Linked DNA regions of Zea mays: region 1 is linked to region 2. A link is a contact called in public Hi-C data. All regions are on one chromosome and are shown on one strand. The core of a region is the stretch at or near the end of the contact, and the rest is flanking DNA. Distances in the headings are between cores, read along the strand shown.

Region 1 (5,197 bases), core at 1,255-3,754, 340 kb before region 2:
CCCTCCATCACTGCAAAGTAAAGGTTAATATTAGTGATTTAGTGTGTTGCTCAGAAGATAAATAAATTATCATTTACATGATATCTTGAATGCAATGCTCCAAAACAAATACAGAGTAACAAAGACAACAAATCAACAGTATTATGTTTAAGGTCTGTTAGTAGTTCAGACAGTGTTAGCTGATTTTTTTTCATTCAGAACTCAGATGCATTTTAATTTCAGATTGATATGTGATCCCCTGGAGTAGCCAGGCCATTGACAAGACTGGCACTGGTAAACATTTCTTTTGAAGCCAATAAAATATCAATGAATGCATTAAAGTTTAATTACATTGATCACACACAACCAAACTCCTTGGGGTATTTTTTAGGTTCCATTTCAATTTTCCTTGCATACTCTGTTTTCTGAAACACACAGTGAACACAAACATTACAGCAGTTCAAACAACCAAAACAAATAACTAACAGGTCCACTCACTAGCCCTTTAGTTCAAATAGAGAATCGTGCTGTAAGAGACTCTGCAGCTTGCGTGTAGCCAGCGAGTAAAAAAGGAAGAATGCATTATTATAAATCTAATGATAATACAAGTCAATCATCATATCACTTTATCAAGATTTATTGAAGCTAACATGCTTTACAATAATAATTCCAGTCTAACATTAATGTTTATTTGGTGTTGGGCCAACTTTTCATGCCTCTAGGTTGTACTAAGAGGCATTTATAATAATCATGGTACCTTTTAAACCTGACTTTTCTGTCAACAAGAACTAAACGTAACCAAATTGAACTAGCATGTCAACATCAGAAATGTTCAATTTTATGTAACCAATTGTAAATATGCAATACCCAGAGAAAAAACTGACATAAAAAATGAAAGAGGCACACTACTTGTGATTATGTAGTTAAATTTACCATAAAAAAACCCAAGCTGCTTTGCTACTTGCCACACTTCAGCTAGTGGCAGGCTATTCAAGTGACTTCCTGAGTTCCTAGTGTGCTACACTGCTACATGCTCTCTCAATACAAACCAACCCATCTTTATGAATAAGATAACAGTTATCAAACACAGCGGGCATTTACAAATCATATACAGTGAACTCATGTACCCGAACTAGTGTTCTTTCAAATTTATCAGTATCAGATTATCAGTGACCCCCAATGTTGTTTTCGTATCATCATCATCAACATAGCCTTTTAGTCCCAAGCAAGTTGGGGTATGCGTACTCCAAAAAAAATTAGAATGCATAATTACAGCATACAGTGACCATTCTAATTCACAATGTATTTCAGTAATAAGCAGTACAAGAATTCACATGGGCATTAGGATGCATGTATTTCATCTCTACCTACAATCAAATTCCAAACCTGCCGAGAAAGGCAGTGTCTGCTATTAAAATTCTGCCCATGCACCAATCAGGTTGACAAAATTAAGGTGACTCTACTTGGGCCAAGTAGCACAAATTCTTTCTATATTACATTATAGAAACGAGAAATTGTCGCAACTATCTGCTACAAACTCCAAAACATACATACAGTCTCATTTCATAACATGATGATGCAGAACCTATTCTAAACAACTACGAGATTTGAGACAGTCACCAGCAGCATACCTATGGTGCCTATCTTACCCAATCTTTCAATATAAATCCCATTCACAGTATACACAGTTAATCGCTGAACTCAGATTAACAATTCCCTAGGCCCTGATAAGCACTTGAAGATCCCGATTCTAAACATTGATATAGTTATGAACATATTCCTAAAAACAGCACTATTAGCGGATTAACAGAGCAGCCAACGCACCTAGAACCAAACAAACTCGATGGAACTAGGCACCTGACGTGTTGCCAAGTTGATATACTACTAGGAGTACCTACCCGCTACAACAATCAAGAATCAACAAGCAAAGAAAATTCCGCCCCGCACTAGCCTCCACTAGAAATCAATCCCGTATAGTAAGATTTTCAAACGCTGCTTTCGGTCCACAATAACACACAAACACCATCATAGTCCATAGGACATGGCACAGACACAACAAACAAGCAATTCATTTCGACAAGGCACGGAAGAACGCGTGAAGTGGTGGGATCCAACTCACTATAGGGTATCGGGCGGGCCGATGATGGTGACCTGCCACTCGAATACGTTACTATCGTCGACCAGCCCAGCCGAGAACCCATCCACCGGGTGCTTGGCGAGATCTGCGTCAATCACCATACCACAAACCAACCCAAAGTCAGTCAGCCAAATAATCCGCAAAAAGGAAAAAAATCGAGCGGAAACAGATGCACGGGAACTCCGGCGGGCCGCACCTCTGAGCTGCTTCTGCAGGAGGAGGCTCGCCTGGCTGGTGGTGGCCGCCATGACAAGGATCGGTGGATGGGCTAGGGTTTTGCGTCGCGCGGAATGAATCGCGCTCTCGGGACGCGGTGACGCGAATTGATGGGCACCGCGGGCGCCTTATTTATAGACGTGAGGTGTGGAGCTCGGGAAAGATGGGAATCAGGCGGAGGCGAGCGCCGAGCGGTGTGGCGAAGATCGAAACGGTGGCTGTTGACTGGTACTCTGGTAGGGTGCCTTTGCCTGCTAATGCACCGCTCCCGAATGATAAGATCGATTTGAGCATATTAACCAAAGTTTATCTACATACATTGTTTTCATTTTCGGTATCTATATCTCTATCCCTGCTATAATAAAGTATCAGTTTCAACCGTCATTTTTCTTCAACTATTTATAAATAATCTCTCACATCTATTTTAAATTAACCCGCTACAAGTCTGTCCTCTCCGTGTAACCAACATCCACGTTCCAAACTACACCTCCGCATAGTAAACAGGCGGCCCGCCATAGGCCCGCTAGGCCCGACGCACGCGAGCCGCAGCTCCAGTACATCGGTCTGTTGACCGTGTCGAGCCGGCCCGTTAGTTCGTCGGTCCGTTTGGTTAAATCGGCGTAAAATATAAAAATGATCCAAGAGGTGAGGTTTAAATCCACGTCGTGATGGGAGAAGGGAAGACACTAGGTGAAGCCATCTAACTAGTAGAACATTATGCTAAGATGTTTTTAATATTAAATATAAATTATACATATGTATATACGATTTTTTGTAAAATAAAAATATATAATCGTGTCGGGCCGGGCCAGCACTACGAGTCGAGGCAACGGCCCAAGCACGTTACGTCGCTCATGTCGGGCTGGCCCAGACACTATTAAATAGGTCGTGCCCCAGGCCGGCCCGCCAGACACGACCCATTCGTCCATCTATACCTCCGCACGATAATAATGATATTCATCTCAGTTGTCGCCATCTCGTCCGACATTCTATTTATTTTCTCTCTCCCCTCATGTATCCGCCTCCGCGCCACTTCATTCTCGGCAGAGGGCGTGAGAGCAGGCGCCTCCTCCCCATATTCGTCCTACATCAGCCCCGACACCGACCTTCGCAGTGGCTATTACACGTCCACGAGGACGTTTCACAGCATGTGTGTACCATCGTTTTCGCTGTCGTCGGACGTCCCGTTCGTTTTCTCGGTCCTCGCCCTGTTCTTCCTCACCAACCTGCTGCCCCCGCCCACGGTCGCAGCCACGAGCCAACCGACGCTTATCGACGCGGGTACAGGCGAGTCGATCTTGCTCCTAGCCTTTTTTCCCATACATGCCGCCAAGGAGGACACGGTGGCGCCTACCACGCTTAGGTTATCTTAGCGGTGAGGAGTCCAGGTCTGAGATATTGGACAACCAAAACCCGTAGCGCAGCAGCAGTCGACATATGCTACGGAGTTGGTGGTGTTGTTGTGTTGCCTCGGCGGTTTTAGGGCTGGGAAGGCACTCGCATCCTCTCGCCCTTCTCGGACTGACGCCTGGTGCGGGAGCCTCTCGGTTTCGAGCTGCTCCGGATGGGCTTCTTTCTCCGCTTGTGTGCTCTCTCCCTATATGTATCTAGCGGTATACTACATATGTCGCCTCCAGATGCCTAGTTCTTCGTCGTGTTCTTCTCCGGCAACGAATAGGTATGCTCGCATCTTCCCTTCCCTTCCTGCTCGATGGGGGGCTGATTTGATGCCTATGGTACTCGTTCGATGGCTCGGCATCGCCTATCTACATGGCATTTTTCTTATCATGGTGTCGACTCGGTATGCTTCTACCACTACTATGTACCTATCACCCATCCTTCTATCATTGCAAAAATTATTATGTTGTTTCTTTGTTGTTTTGGGTGTTAGTTTTTTTGTTATGCTAAGGACTGAACATAATTTGGGTGTGTTAATACTTTATTTATTGTCTGCACGTGGTTTGTGTTCTTCTGATGATGGCTCATGGATCCTACAAAATATGTGTTAGGATTTGGAGATCCATGTGGGCACTACCACATGGTGGTCGTCCCTCATGTTCTTGGTTCTTGCATGCATTAGGTCATTTCTGACACCACATTGGCACAATGGACTCCATGGTGTTTGAAGTTGTTGAATTGGATGGAGCAGCAAAGATTTGTCACGCTAATAGTAAAAGGAAAGGTTATTTATTGGTTTTTAAACGTTAGTAAGAATTGCTATGAAGTATCAAAATTTGTATGGAGCGCATCTTGTTTTTATTGATGTCTGACTTTAGCTACCACTCCATATTTTGATCTATCTTTTTTATAAGTTTGAAAGCATCTAGACCTCTGGTTGGTTTTATTGATTAATGACAACGTAATACTATATGTGACTAACGTGTGTTTTACAGAAACAAATGGTAAGTTAGTTCGCATTACAGGAAGATGTAATACAACGGTGAAAACAAACCCGGAGATAAGAACTTGAAGCGACGGCTAAAGCGACGAAACAAAAAGCGAAGGTCTTCGTATTCCGAGTGTCAAGGAGTTGCAGACACTCGTTATATAGTTAGGTCTTTTATTTTGTTTTAGCCATACTATAAAGAGGGGTTGTCGATGAGTAGTTTGACCAAGAGAGTTCTAGTGTAGTGTTGGTGCAAATTCACACTCACATATAGTGCTAGGTGTCACTCTAGAACATACTCACAAGTTAGAATGAAAACCGATTTGAAAATCAACAGAAAACAGAACTTATGGTTTCTGACTCTAGGGCACTAGACTGTCCGGTGCACCCTCTGTCAAGTGGGTCCAGGCTGGCCCGGGGAAGACGTTTACCCTGCGCAGAAACTCGAGAGCGCACAGTCTAGAAGTTGAATTATAGCG
Region 2 (5,171 bases), core at 2,470-4,969:
TGGGAAGGCATGCTCTTTGTTCAGCCAATGAGCCAAGCACACCCTGAAGCCCTGAAGCCGTGTCACTATCATTCACCATATAGAACATGTCGAATCGTCTCGCAATTTTCCTATCAATTCAAAAGGCATTGCAGTCAATAGTAATTTAGTCCGCGGCCTCAAGACATCGATTGTAACTGTGGGCGAAATTTTTTACCGAAAGACAGTTTTTTATAGGTATAACTTCAGTAGAACAACGCTGCGATAAAAGTCTCCTTAAGAAGACAATCAATAATACTTCTGTTTCGATTCTTTCTTGATCCAGTCTGCTAACCTTTGTTCTTGGCTCTGGCCTTTAGTTCGTTGGTTTGGGTGCTGTGATGGACGTGAGAAGTGTGAAGGCGGTGGAAGGGCTCTTGCAGCAGATGCAACTGTCAGAGGCGGAAAGAAGTCTGGTGCAGATTGGAGGGATGAAAAGATCGAACACAGTTGTTCATCAGGCGCTGGGTAAATTACTTTCGGAGAAATTGGCTCATCTGGATGCAATTGAACGTGCTTTGGAAACAGTTTGGTGTCCGATCCGAGGAACTGAATGCAAAAGTTTGGGACATAATAAATTCCTATTCACCTTCAACCAAGCGACGTGAAAGCGGAAGGCATTGGAGGAAAGACCCTAGAGCTTTTCAAATGAACCGTTGGTGATGGCTGATATGGATGACACAGAGTCTATTGACAAGGTTGAGTTCAATGTAGTCCTGATCTAGATCCACGTCAGAAAACTTCCGATTGGATTGTTCACTAAAGAAGCTGTAGAGGCTATTGGCAATGAGGTGGGAGTCTTCTTGGAGGTTTAGGAAGACAATGGTGGGATGTTGATAGGCAACTTCCTTCGAATTAAGATCATGCTTCACATTTAGAAGCCTTTGATGAGGGGAGTCACGATGCAGTTGGAAGCAGATGGAAAGGAGAAGTGGTGTCCGATTTGCTATGAATACTTATCGGATTTTTGTTATATGTGCGGTCTGATCGGACACACTCAGAAAAGTTGTTCTATGAAATTCGTTAAGGACGAGCTGGCGCCATTTGATAAATCTCTAAGGTGGGTTTCTAGCAAATTCATGGGCGATAGGAAGTGGGTGTCAATCAGTGGAGAGGGGCGTAAGAATGTTCCATTTACTTACCAGAGTGAGAGAAGTGATGCACCATCTTGAAGGAAAGACGAAAATCATGGAAGCAAAGGAGATGAACAGAGGCACATATACAGTACCATGGAGGCGCAGGGGGTGATGTTCACAACCAAATTGCACAAGTTCCTATGGTGCAAACAATGAACAATCTTTCGGATGGTGTCACAAATAAAAAATGCCTCAGGAAGATGATGGTGGAGAGTGAGAATTCCCAAAGGCGGTTCCTCAGTCGGAGCAACAACTACGCGAATTTAAAAGGCAACCTCGCCAAGAAAGCATCCGTGCGGATGACAGCTAGGAAATTCAGGTAGTATGGAAGAGGAGTCATTTGGAGACAATGGAACTCCTCACCCTTTTATGATAGCCAATAAACTCCTCCTTATATGTAACCAGACCCTATCAAATGCTAGAATGTTGGAACATCGTCTAAAAGGCCAATAAAGGACTTGTCATGTTCAAATGTACCAGGTTTTCAGTATTTCGTATGTACCATATTTGCAATTTAAAGTTATGTTAAGTTCTAAGGGTGTGTGAATTGACTAGAGTTAATAGTTAGCTGCTAAAATTAGCTGAAAACATGTAAACAATATAATTAATATTTTAGCTATTAGCTACTTTTAGCAAATTAATAAATAGTTAGTTATCTAATTCCACTAGTAACTTTTTAACCAACTAACTGTTAGCTCTAATGATTCAAACACTCTCTACAACTGTCTATAACAATGTCGCCTAAATTTTATCCTTTAAAATAATATTCTCTGTCCATTATAACATACTTTAAAAGATTCTAGCATCTATATTTTTATCATCTCTAGCAATGTCTCCCTAAATTCGGTCCCCGATATCAGTGATATGAGTGCCAGATTCAGCGGCGTCCCCTAAAACATAGTTTCTTTATCGGTCGGTTCAAAAACAATTGCTCATTTCTTCTTCTCAGTCATTTCCTCGAACTGCATCTTGTGTTGCCTCTCTGCCACCTAGCAATAGCATCGCTTCTATCACCACAGAGTTTGATCATCGCTTTAATGAGCTATCTCAAGAGTTGCTTGTGTGTTTTTCTTGTCTTGACCCAAGAGATTCGTTCTCTAAGTTTAATGTGGATAAGCTTGCTCGGCTCGCGGATATTTATTATGATGATTTTTCTTTTGATGATTGCAAGACTATAAGAGATTAGCTAAAAACTTTTATTATTCATGTACAAAGAATTGAAGAGTTCAAAACTTGTTGTGATCTTGCTAGTCTATCAAAGACAACGGTTCAGCTTGAGAGGCATATTGTGTTTTCACTGGTATATCGACTTATTGAGTTAGCATTGTTGCTACCGGTGGCGACTGCAACAGTGGAAAGGGTCTCCTCGGCTATGAAGATTATTAAGACTAAGTTGCGCAACAAGATGTCCGATGGTTGGTTAAATGACTTGATGGTGTGCTACATTGAAAGAGAAATTTTTAAATGACTCGACCTTCAGAAAATCAAGAAGACATTTCAAAATAAAAAAAACTAGACAAATGCAATTGTCCAGATCTCCTACAACTAGACTCAACTAAAGGTATATTCTTATTTCACTTGTTCAACAATTTTTACTTCAATTTGCCATTGATAACTCATTTTTTTCTTTTTTTCCCATATTTTATTCGTTATATGGCATTTGGTTGTAAATAGATTGTAACCAAGATTACTATTAAATAAGATATTTTTCAACATCTATTACTTATTTTATAGCTACAAGTTATTTTAAACTATGTCATAAATTTTTAGTCTTTGTTGCGTTAATAACACCTAAATTTTCTGGCGTTCTCCGCCATCGGCGCCAGATCTCGACCACAGTGGAAGTCTGACTGTGGAAGCCTGGAAGCCTAAGAGCTTGTTCGTTAGCTCTCAATCCATGTGGATTAAGTGAGATTGGATGGATTTTAATCCCAAACAAGTCAAACTTCTTAAAAAAATTTTGCAATCTCATCCAATTCATGTGTATTGGGAATAACCGAACAAGGTCTAACTGTGGAAGCCTAATTTATTTTAAACTATGTCATAAATTTTCTGGCGTCGAGCCATCGCCTAGAACAGTAGAACACAGTGGAAGCCTGGAAGCCACCAGGAATTCTATCACGCGCCCAAAGAGGCAAAGCCCGGAGCGGCTCCCAGGCCTATAGATGTCCAATAAGCACGAGGCCCGCGAGCCCGGCACAGCCCGGTTATATGTGGGCCCGGGCCGGCCCGACACGAATAAGCGGGCCGGGCTCGGATAGGAAATTAGGCACGGTGGGCTAGCCCGGCACGGCCCGTTTAGCTCTAAGCCCGTTAAGCCCGCTTTTTTTACACTAAAACGTGTTTTTCGGCCCGCATAGCCCGCTTTTCGGCCCGCTTTTTTCGTGCTAAACGGGCCGACCCGGCACGTTTAGGCCCGTTCGGGCCGGGCTCAGACAAGAAATTGAGCCCGCGTGCTTAGCCGGCCCGGCCCGGTTTTTTAATCGTGCCTGGCGGACCGGGCCAGGCGGCCCGTTTGGACATCTCTACCCAGCCCCAGGTGTCCGCGCCGAGGCGCCCCAGCCGGGGCCAACGTGTTCCCACTTGTCACGCCGCTATTAGCCTGTCTCCCGAACCGCACCATCCAGACCCTTCCGGAACGCCCCTCCGATCTGAATTCAACGGTAGGTCTCCGCCGCGCTCGAACGTTCCCGAAACCACGTCCACACCACGATAAAAACCCACGCGCTGCCTCCTCCCTTCCTCAACTTCAACTATCATTGCAAAAGCAAAGCACGCAATCCAATTTCCCTCCATTTCTCTAGATCTCGAGTTGCTCTGCTACTTCTTTTAGATTCCTTCTTTCGTTCGGGAGAGCGATTCTCTAGCTGGTGGCAATGGCGAAGGGCGAGGGTCCGGCGATCGGGATCGATCTCGGCACCACCTACTCGTGCGTCGGCGTGTGGCAGCACGACCGGGTGGAGATCATCGCCAACGACCAGGGCAACCGCACCACGCCGTCCTATGTCGCCTTCACCGACACCGAGCGGCTCATCGGCGACGCCGCCAAGAACCAGGTGGCCATGAACCCCACCAACACCGTCTTCGGTACGTGCTCACTCCTAGCTCTGACTTGCTGGTGCCACTGCCATGTTTCTCTCAATGCTTAGAGCCTCTAGTATGCGCGAACTGCCATGTTTCTCTCAATGCTTAGAGCCTCTAGTATGCGCGAGTGCTTAAGTTGGATCAATGGATGTACAGTTTAAATTCTGAAATCGTGCTCTCTATATGCTGAATAATTACCGTGCTCTGTAGTAACAGACAAAGGAACATGTACTCAAAGATGGAATCTACTCAAAAAATATGAGCAGCGTGTAATTTGGTCTTGTTGGTAAATATAATTTGGTCTTAGTGGTACTTATGCTCCTGTTGTTGTTATAGGACGCTTATTCAGAAGTTTGCTGTTAAATTCGCGATAGGGATGCATACTATAGGTGGATAGTATAGTTGGTTAGTCTGCGTAGCTTACTATGTGTCAAAATTAGATACTCCTAATTTCTCCTTCGTGTTTGTTTGCTATTAAATTGTTACTGTCTGAATAAATACATCTAATAACTGACATGATTTTGATGGTTATCTCTGCTCGTTGGCTGTTGCAAAACTAAGTGTGCCCTTGTTGTAAATTCTTGTTGTCCGAAGAAATATAACTGACAGCATTTGATGCATTGCGCTGCTCATTTGTTGTGATAATAAGTATCTGATAGTATTTTGATGCATTGCCCTGCTCATTTTTTGTGATAAAATAAAGAAGAAAGAGTTTCCTTTTTGCTCTGCTTGCCTTCTTTTAGTATGTGCCAACTGATAACGTATTGGCATCAGGGTTCATTTTATCAATATTGTATGGGAGGTTGGCGATAAACAGGATTATCAGACCTATTGGTGGCAAATTTTTTCGTTACAAATTTAAATTTAAAGAAAATGACTCAGTTTGTTTAAATATCATCTAGATTATATTTAGACACAACCAATTAAGTATAG

Evidence for each region. Hi-C and Micro-C count contacts between places; a contact is called where the count stands out from the background.
Region 1: a Hi-C map of ear shows a contact between it and region 2, with 2.9 times the contacts expected there. The contact joins the promoter of LOC100283106 here to the promoter of LOC103651028 in region 2. A contact is called at or near these places in 6 of 25 Hi-C or Micro-C datasets (bundle sheath, ear, endosperm and 2 more).

What each region holds. Positions count from the first base shown.
Region 1 is chr3:186,542,030-186,547,226 of Zm-B73-REFERENCE-NAM-5.0, reverse strand. LOC100283106 (ubiquitin-conjugating enzyme E2 7) reads right to left here and starts at 2,504. Exons shown (of 6, transcript NM_001156008.1): 1 at 2,313-2,504; 2 at 2,099-2,201; 3 at 1-10. The coding sequence starts at 2,364.
Region 2 is chr3:186,201,184-186,206,354 of Zm-B73-REFERENCE-NAM-5.0, reverse strand. It overlaps LOC103651028 (heat shock 70 kDa protein-like), which reads left to right and starts at 3,719. Exons shown (of 2, transcript XM_008676621.2): 1 at 3,719-4,241. The coding sequence starts at 4,031.